Regions from separate parts of the Sus scrofa genome. Here region 2 is linked to region 1. A link is a contact called in public HiChIP or PLAC-seq data. All regions are on one chromosome and are shown on one strand. The core of a region is the stretch at or near the end of the contact, and the rest is flanking DNA. Distances in the headings are between cores, read along the strand shown. Region 1 holds the start of MMP14 (matrix metallopeptidase 14 (membrane-inserted)). Region 2 overlaps SLC7A7 (solute carrier family 7 member 7).

Region 1 (4,703 bases), core at 1,159-3,658:
CCTCACTCCAAAGTTTTATCAGCCAAAGGTTTTAACAGGACTGTGAGAAGGGAGGATAGCATGGGGCACTCTTAGGGCAGGAACCAGTGGTAGACACACATTTTGCTGCCTTCCTCCTGCTTCCCAGCCCAGGACCTGGTTCCACCCCTTCCCCAGTCAGCGGTGTCATATTCCAGCTGAAACCTCTGACTTTGATCTGTGTGAATGGAAGGATATACGGTGCAGAGCTCAAGCCCCAGATGTTATCCACACTGTTTTCCTGTCTGTTTCAGAGACGAGTTGTACTGCTGTCACAGGAAATGGATGCTGGGTTACAGGCATGGCAGCTCAGGCAGCAGGAGAAGTTGCAGGAAGAAGAAGGCAAGCAGAAGAATGCTCTTAAATCCAAAGGGGCTCTACTTCAGAACCCACAACCAAGTCAATAAAAAGCAACTCCTGTCTCCCTTCCCCAGCCTGTGTCTGGCTTTCTTTTCCATCACCTAGACCCGGCCTCCCAGCCAGAGGAAAAACTTTATGCTCCCCATCTGTCTCCCGGGCAAAGGAGGAAAGACACCAAGAAGAACCGTCTGTAAGGTTACTGCCTAGAAGGGATGGCTCGGTGCCCCCACCCCCAGCTCCTTTCCAGTTCAAAGGAATCTTGCTCTGGGATATTTACCGCCTCTTTTTCAGGCCATGGGACTAGCCTAACTATGAGCTATAGCTCTGCGAAAACAAAAAAGGGGCAACAAACGAAAAAGGGGCAACATTTTTCCTGCTTTTAGCCAGGGACCCAAGCCTTTTAACAGCCCATATACAGCTCAGGCTGCATGCAGTTACACATTTAATAAATGTTTTGATGAAAAAGGCTTTCCTAGCTGAGACCTACTTCTTGGCAAGCAATTGGTATCTGTTTTCCTAAACTTAAGATACATGGCCCTGGAGGATCGCCCCACTGGGAAGACTGACTCGGGGAAAAGCAGACGGGCATTGCTTGTTCTGCCGAAGAGTTGGATCCTGAGGTTTCTGTGGTTCTGACTGAATTCCAGAGGCCGGTTGGAGAGAGGCCTGCACTTCCTGACCCCCATTTGTATAGGGGAGCCCTGAGGTGCTTAGCCACCAAATAGTCACTGTGGACTAGGGCACCTCATAGCCACCGTATACTTCTTGCAAACCTGTTAGCTGCACAGGTCCCAGGGAAACCTTTCCTTGTATTGATCGTGGCTCCTCCCATGGAGTCTGGGGGAAATAGGACCTTTGCTCCAATACAATACAGAGCACTAGACTTTTCTTTCATTCTCCTGCCACAAATGTGATAGTTCCTGGGTCTCTGGGGTTTCTGAAACTTCCTACCTGACTTAATTTCGCCCAACCTCCATTATTCCTTCTTTTGCTGTCTTTCCCCCCACTACCTCCTTCCTCTCTCGCTGACCAATGCAATTCTTAGATCTTAGATTTCGCTGATGGTCGAGTTTTCGCTCTCCCACACTTTTCCTGCCTCTTTCGTTTTGCTTTTCCAGATCTAGCCCTCAGCCTCTTATCTGTCTCCCTTTCCCACCATCAGCTCTAGCCTGCCCTCCCCCTTCCCTGCAAACCTCCACCTTTTGTTCTCAGAGTCTCCTCAGCCTCTGGAGATTATACTTTTTAAGGGATTACCTCCTTTTCCGGGGTAGCGGGGGAACTGAACTCCTTAGTCCTGACTCCCATTCTCCCTTTTTCTAGCAATTTCACCAGACTCCGTTTGCCTTTCCCTAGATTCCATAGTCTTGCACTCCTTTCTTCCCTGGCCAGTCCTAATTTAAGGAACAGCAGATTACAAATGACAATAATAAAGAAGTGCATTTGTCTTTCTACAAGGACAGGATCCCCAGATCCAGTGTGGTGGTGGGATCTCTCAGTGGGTAGTTAGGTCTTGCTATTGTTGCTTTTAGGGGGGAGGGGGTTGGTCAGGGGAGGGACACAGGTGCTTGTCAAGAATAAGGGACAAAAATACGGTTGAGCCACAGGTCCCAGGAGACAACCCCTCAAATCAGGTCTCCTGGACGAGCAAGACCGCCCCCCGCCACCATCACGGACTCTGAGCTTCTTGTTTGCCCCAGCCACTGAGCCTCTCAGTACTTCCCACGGAGGTGAGACAAATGCTGAATACCAGAGGAATCAAGCCACCCAAAATATGCTTAGAGAGAGAAAGTCTCCCACATCCCGTCCCCTGAGTCCCTCCACAGTCCCCCGCTCTCGACTGTGGCCTCAACCCCTGCAGATGGCAGCCTCCACCACAGAAAGGCAACTTAGGGGTTTTTTTACCCGGCTCTTGGCTGTAATTGGATTCAGGCTGAAACAACCACGTCCGCACCGGGAAAGGAGGGCATAGGGGCGGGGGCGGAGGGAGGCTGTGGGAGAAGGGAGGGACCAGTGGAGAGAGCAAGAGAGAGGGCTCACGATCCAGTTCGCCCACTAAGCAGAAGAAAGATCAAAAAACGGAAAAGAGGGGACGAGCAAACAGGCGCTTTCAAGAACAAGCCCCTCATCTCCAAGAGGACAGCGCCCTAGGAACCCAAATTCAGTGCCTACCGAAGACAAAGGCTGCCCGAGGGAGCGGCGGCGCGACCCCGGGGCTTGGGCCCTGCCGCGGAGCCCGCACGGCCCGACTGCCTGGACGGTCGCGGACCATGTCTCCCGCCCCGCGACCCGTCCGCAGTCTGCTGCTCCCCCTGCTCACGCTCGCCTCCGCGCTCGCCTCCCTCAGCTCTGCCCAAAGCTTCAGCCCCGAAGTAAGTGAGCTCCTCGGGCCCTGCCCGGAGTTGCGCCCGCGGGGAGGCGAGCCCGGGGGTCTTCGGGGGAACAGCCCCCGGTCGGAGAGGAGGGCTCTCGGGGTCTCGGCCTGCAGGATCCCCCTTCCTTTCCTTTCCCTCCCCCTCTCCAAACTTCCAAGTCGATCCAACTTTTGCCTCCTCTCACCGATCCAACTTTTGCCCCCCCACCCCAGCCGCTGACTTTTTTTCCCCATTCCTTTCCCTGGAAGAACTTTCCAGCGGGGGCCCACTCCCCACCCCTCCCCAGTTCCCCTGGGCTCTGAGCTCAGCCCTGGAACCGGTCAGGAGCCTGATAAATATTTGGACTCGGCTCAGACCCCGCGCTGTCCCGGTTTCTTGTCATGTGCGAGAGTTTGTTGTTTCTCCAACTTTCCAGCTCTCCAGCGCTCTCCCGCCCGCGCTCGCCGGCGGCGCTCGGGCAGCCGGGGGGACTCGGAGACCGCGCCGTGCTGCCCCCGGCCCCCCACGCTGCGGCCGCCGCTGCCGCCTCCTGCCTCCGGGGCGGTCCCGGCCCTCCCCCGACGCCTCGGCAGCCAGGTGTGGTCGGGGGGTGGACAGCGGAGCGGCCCTGGCCCCCCTGCCACCCCCACCTCCACGAGAGAGCCCTCTGTGCCCCGGCCCGGAGCCCTGGCGTCGAGGGTCGCGGCACTGGCGCCCTGGCCCGAGTTTCTGGACACACAAAGCTCTCCTTGTGAGCCGGGGGCTTGGCCTGGCCGCCGCCTCCTCTCCCTGCTCCGCCATCGGCGCCTTTAGGCTCTTTTTGTTAATTGCTTTTCTGTGTCAGTTGCAGGGAGACTGGGGGTGTCGTACCGGGGAGCAGGGCCAGGCTCTGGCCCTAGGTGCCCGCACACGTCTCACAGACTGGGTTGCCCCCCACCCATTCCCCGACGCTGGCCCACCGGGCCCGGGAGGAAGCCGCGTGGGAGTTGTCTGAGGAAGTTTTTTCCTCTCTCTCTCTTTTATTTTGGGGTGAAGGTGGGAGACAGATTTGATCAGCTTCTTATTTTGGGCCATCCCAACCCACTCAGCACGGCCAGGGCCTGGGTGCGGTCGGGAGGGGCCGGGAAGGGCCTGAGCTGCAGAGCAGGGGGAAGGGATCTGGACTTGGCTTCCTCCCTCTTGGTCCCGGCCCTGGTCCCACCCCTGGAGGAAACATCTCCAGAAAGAACACACTCCCTCTGTCCTGAGGGGAAAAGTGTGGCCCTAGGAACGGGGTGACCTGGGAGAGTGAAAATCTGCCCAGGGGCTAAATCTGACACCATCCACAAGCAAGAGGCAACCTCTCCCCAGGCCTGGAGTCTTCCTCTGAGGCCTGAAGGGGAGAGCTCCGAACAAAAGGAGCCTGGGCATCTGGGGGGCTTCCCACTGCCAACTTCGCCTGCCCTGCTTTCCTTCCCTCCCCTGCCCCACTAGGTCCCCTAGGGGAGGGGCAGCAGCCCTGGCTCCGTTTTAAGTGGGTCATGGGCAGCCCCAGTGCCAGAACCACCATTTGCGTCTGGGCCATGAAGGATGGGAGGCAGAGGGAGGGAGGAGCAGACCCAGGGGCTGGGATCCAGGGCCCTCAGAAAAGCCAGAGAGTCCCCCAACCCGCTGCCCCCCAAGGACTCCTAGGCCAGGGGAGTCCCTGTCCTTGATTTTCCCCTAGGGCAATACCTTGCACCACTCAATTTTCAAGACAAAGCCAGCTGATTGAGTTCTCTGACCCAACAGAGTTGCTCCCTCTCCAGGCCAATCTGGACGAGAGCTGAGAGCTGGGGTGGCCTGGGCCTCAGGCAGCCAGCTCCCTCCCACCACCTCGAGTCTTGCACCAGCTCCTGGACAGCCCTCTCCTCCCGCTGGCCTGTTTGGCACTTGGCCCTTCCCCCACTCAGCCGCAGACACAAGAGTCCTCTCTTCTGTGGTTCCGACCTCATA
Region 2 (4,270 bases), core at 1,059-3,558, 34 kb before region 1:
GGAACTTCCATGTGCTATGAGTGCTATTAAAAAAAAAAAAAAAAAAAAAGTGTTTGGGGGTTTCCTATCGGTCTAGTGGTTAGGACTCAGTGCTTTCACTACTGTGGCCTGGGTTCAATCCCTGGTCTGGGAACTGAGATCCCACATCAAGCTGCTGCATGACGTGGCCCCCCAAAAAACCCCAAACGTGTTCCATACTAAACCATTTGTTAAACGTAATGAGTTCCTACTTCTCAGAGAATGCAATTTTAGCAAAAGATGTTCAAGGTACTGAAGCTTCCTTTGCTACCATGTTTACCTTTTATACAAATTTTATAATTTTTACAAGGAGAGCAAAGAATTTATTCTTCCAATCTAATGGTGCATGGCATATGCCCACCATTACATCATTCCTACTTCTTTTTGCTTTTATCCTCTTTTTCTTTTCACCGCACTTCTTCCCTTAGGATGGGGGTTTATTTCCATGCACTTTACTATGGGAGACCTTCAGGAAAAATCACCAAGTGGAAACCAAGAGCCCTCTGATAGCACCATGTAATAATTCTTCCAAGATAAGCAGATGGGATTAACAGAGGCTAAGAGAACCTTGCTGCCCTTTTTTTTTTTTTTTCTTTTTTCTCTTCACTTTTTAGGGCCACACCTGTGGCACATGGAAGTTCCAGGGCCAGAGGCCTAATCGGAGCTGCAGTTGCTGGCCACAACCACAGCCACAGCCACCCTGGACCTGAGCTGCATCTTCTACCTATACCAGCAATTGCAACAATGCCAGATCCTTAACCCAATGAGCCAGGTCAGGGATAGAACCCATATTCTCACAGAGACAAGGTCAGGTTCTTAACCCACCGAGCCACAATAGGGATTCCTTTTGTTTTGTTTTGTTTTGTTTTGTTTTTTTGGCTGAGCCATGGCATGCAGAAGTTCCTAGGCCAGGGACTGAACCCAAGCCACACCAGCAACCTGAGCTGCAGCAGTGATAATGCCAGATCCTTAACCTGCTAAGCCACCAGGAACTCCCGGGTGCCCTTTCTAAGAGATGGGTCATGCATCTGTCATGAGAAAGAAAGAGACTTCTGTTTAGTTGTAAGAAGCAGCCCACCTGCAGGCAGGCCCTGGAGGCTGTACTAGGTAGCACTGTTCATTACATTTGTTGGGAAAGAGAAAAGGGGGAGATAAAATCCTTTGACAACTCTCTGTGTCTTGGTCCTGAAACTTCCCTCTCACTGGAATCAAAAGACTCAAAATGTGACCTTGCCCAGAGGGAACGGGCATCCCTTATTAGAGCAGATCATCATACCTCTCTTTGATATGCCACATCAATCTCAGCTCTTCTAGCAAATCCATCACTTTTGAACGACATGTACTCTTTCATTGTCATATTCTAATCAGACTTGAACTTGTTTCCTCCTTGCAGGAAAAGTAAGGAGCAAATGTGCTGCAGTTCCTGCTGTGGTGCTACAGGATCAGTGGCATCTTGGGAGCTTTGGGACACAGGTTCGATCCCTGGCCCAGCACAGTGGGTAAAGGATCTGGCATTGCCACAGCTGTGGCTTTGGTCTCATCTGTGGCTCAGATCTGACCCCTGGCCCAGAACTCCACATATCTTGGACAGCCAAAAAAAGAAAAAGAAAAGAAAAGAAAATGTGTTTATTAGCCTCATTGAATGTTTCTGAATCCAAAAACATCACTCCCAGTCTTCTATCTTCTCCAAGTGGTGCATTACTAAGCAACTTTTCCACCTTTATTCTTCTTTCTCTAGAATACTTCACAGCCTCCAAAATACCCAGATACTCCAATATACTTTTATCTGTGCATTTTTCTCCTTTCCTCTAAAATTTCAGTTTAGGAGTGAGTTCCCCTGGTGGCTCAGTTAGGTTAGGATCCAGCATTGTCACTTCAGTGTCTCAGGTCAGTGAGGTGGCACGGGTTCCATTCCTGGCCCAGGAACTTCCACATGCCACAAGCACAGCCAAGAAAATTTTTTTAGTTTAAAGCTTTATTAAGTGTGTATCTCTCAATCACTACGAAATCCATCCCCTCACCAAAGTCTATCCTTCTGGTATCTTGGCATTTACCGTCTGGTACCAGTTCTGTGGGGGGGGGGGGGGTTCTCCACATACACAGTTTTCAAATGACAAAAAAAAAAAAGAAGATTCTACCTGCCACTCTCTTCACTATCTTGAACTTTAAAATCACCAGTGACACAGCTCATGCGTCTTCTGACTAGTGACGTCATTCAGCCCCCAGCAATCAGCAGGACAGCAATCTATGGGCTTCACTGCTGTGAGCAAGCACTTCGTCACCTTGCTCAAGAAAAACCACCCCTCGCTGCATTAGGCCGGTCTTGGTGTAGTTGGAGTCACACTGCTGGGGAGCAGCCCAGCCTCTTAACAGGTACATGCAGGCTGTGAATACCCAGCTGTCTCCAGAATACTCTACTGAGCCTGCTTCCTCAGAAGGACCAGATTTAAGCTCTCCAAAAAAGCCTCAGATCTCTTGCCTTAAACCAGACATTTCAGGAGTTCCCATTGTGGTGCAGCATAAACAAATCTGACTAGTATCCATGAGATTGAGGGTTCGATTCCTGGCCTTGCTCAGAGGGTTAAGGATCCGGCGTTGCCATGAGCTGTGGTGTAGGTCTCCCAGACATGGTTCGGATCCTGCGTTGCTGTGGCTCTGGTGTAGGCTGTAGCTCTGATTAGACTTCTAGCCTGGGAACCTCCATATGCCGAGGGTGCGGCCCTAAAAAGACAAAACAAAAAAGACACAAAGCATAATCCCCACTGGTCACTGGATCAGGTTCCTCCCACTCTGCCTCCACGAACTCAGTCAGCGCTTCAGTCACCATGGTTCTGCCCCGCTTAGAGGGAGCAAGCAAGCACCTTGTACCTGGAGGGTCTCCTGCTAATCGACACCACTGGCCCCTTCAAAGCCAGCAAGGCCTTGTTCACTGGATCCTAACTGGTTCACTCAGCTAGGTCCAATTCAGGTTCTCAGAAACAGGACTGCAAGCCCGAGTGAGCAGCAGGATCACCTGAGGAACATGAACCTACACCTCTGGGGTGCACCCCTGATTCAGGAAGTCTGAGATGGGGTTCCCCAGGGGAGTCTGCTGATCGGCCTGCTTAGGGGCGTGCTACCATCATCAAGTCATCACGTACAGAACCACTTTGATGAGAACAAGCCCAAGCCCTCACCTAACTCTGGGCTCCTGGCTCCAGCTGACATCGCTCGATCAGCTTTAACAAAGTCCAGGGCTCAGGCCCCACCCAGGCCAACGAAGTCAAATTGCGGGGTGGAGCCCAGGCATTGGCATGTGTTTCAAGCTCCCCAGGCAATTCTCAAGAACAGGGACAGCTGAACACCTCTCTTTCCAAGGTCTCCTTCAGTTTTCAGCAGCAACTTTCTGCTTCCTCAATTCTTGTTCTCCAAGCCCATCCCCAGTCTTCTACCCAGGGGTCCAGAGTTATTTGGTTGGGGGAACAGGGAGGGAGAAGAAGGGGCCATGAGTATTTTTTAAACCTCCCCCCCACCTGCCAAGGTGATTCTAATGTTCAGCCAAGGTTGGGGCCCTCTGTCCCTAGCTCCTTCCCCAACCTCCCCTAGGCTGCCCTCTTAGCCTCTTCTGAGGCAAACAGAAAGACCAGAAAAAGAGACCAAGGGTGAACCCCTGAAAAGCCTGGGGGATCAGGCCAGCACAGAGCTCTACCTCCCTCCCTGCTGGTGAAGAGTTTGCTCCAAAGTCTACATTGGGAGTTCCCGTTGTGAGGCAGTGGTTAACGAATCCGACTAGGAACCATGAGGTTGCAGGTTCAATCCCTGGCCTCGATCAGTGGGTTAAGGATCTGGTGTTGCCATGAGCTGTGGTGTAGGTCGCAGATGCAGCTTGGATTTGGCGTTGCTGTGGCTGTGGTGTAGGCCAGCAACTGTAGCTCGGATTCACCCTCGCCTGGGAACCTCCATATGCCGTGGGTGCAGCCCTAAAAAGAAGAAGAAAAAAAAAGTTCACAACGATCCCAAACCAGAAAGAAGCCAAGGCTTTGACTTCAGCCCATTTGTTGCTATGAATGCAGAACATGAAATGTGAGTTTCCTCACTGCCATCTCAAAATGGAAAATCTCTCTGGAAGAAGTGACTAGAAGTGACTAGCTTCCAAGTAGAAAGTTCAAAAGGCAAAGTTCGAGGCACAAGGCAGTTGGGGGCCCAGAGTCTGGCTTTTCCACCTCACTGGCCACAAGGACTTGAAGCCAGCGGTTCTGGTCCCAGGAGAAGC

What was found. HiChIP or PLAC-seq counts read pairs in DNA pulled down with a chosen protein or histone mark.
Region 2: an H3K27ac HiChIP or PLAC-seq map of alveolar macrophages shows a contact between it and region 1. The contact joins the enhancer-like site here to the promoter of MMP14 in region 1. A contact is called at or near these places in 6 of 47 Hi-C or Micro-C datasets (liver, retroperitoneal adipose tissue, skeletal muscle and 1 more) and 2 of 2 datasets of contacts at active chromatin or transcription factors (alveolar macrophages and skeletal muscle).

Annotation. Positions count from the first base shown.
Region 1 is chr7:76,183,589-76,188,291 of Sscrofa11.1, reverse strand. It overlaps MMP14 (matrix metallopeptidase 14 (membrane-inserted)), which reads left to right and starts at 2,408. Exons shown (of 10, transcript NM_214239.2): 1 at 2,408-2,747. The coding sequence starts at 2,646. It overlaps MRPL52 (mitochondrial ribosomal protein L52), which reads left to right. Exons shown (of 5, transcript NM_001185151.1): 5 at 273-845. The coding sequence ends at 425.
Region 2 is chr7:76,217,884-76,222,153 of Sscrofa11.1, reverse strand. The region is part of intron 2 of SLC7A7 (solute carrier family 7 member 7); the gene reads right to left. Among named protein-coding and RNA genes, the nearest start is that of SLC7A7, 18 kb to the right of the region's middle. Within about 2 kb of position 2,308, at least 5 of the 83 cell types and tissues checked have an H3K27ac peak or open chromatin away from gene starts, as enhancers often do. A contact at or near this core is called in alveolar macrophages, where this site is marked.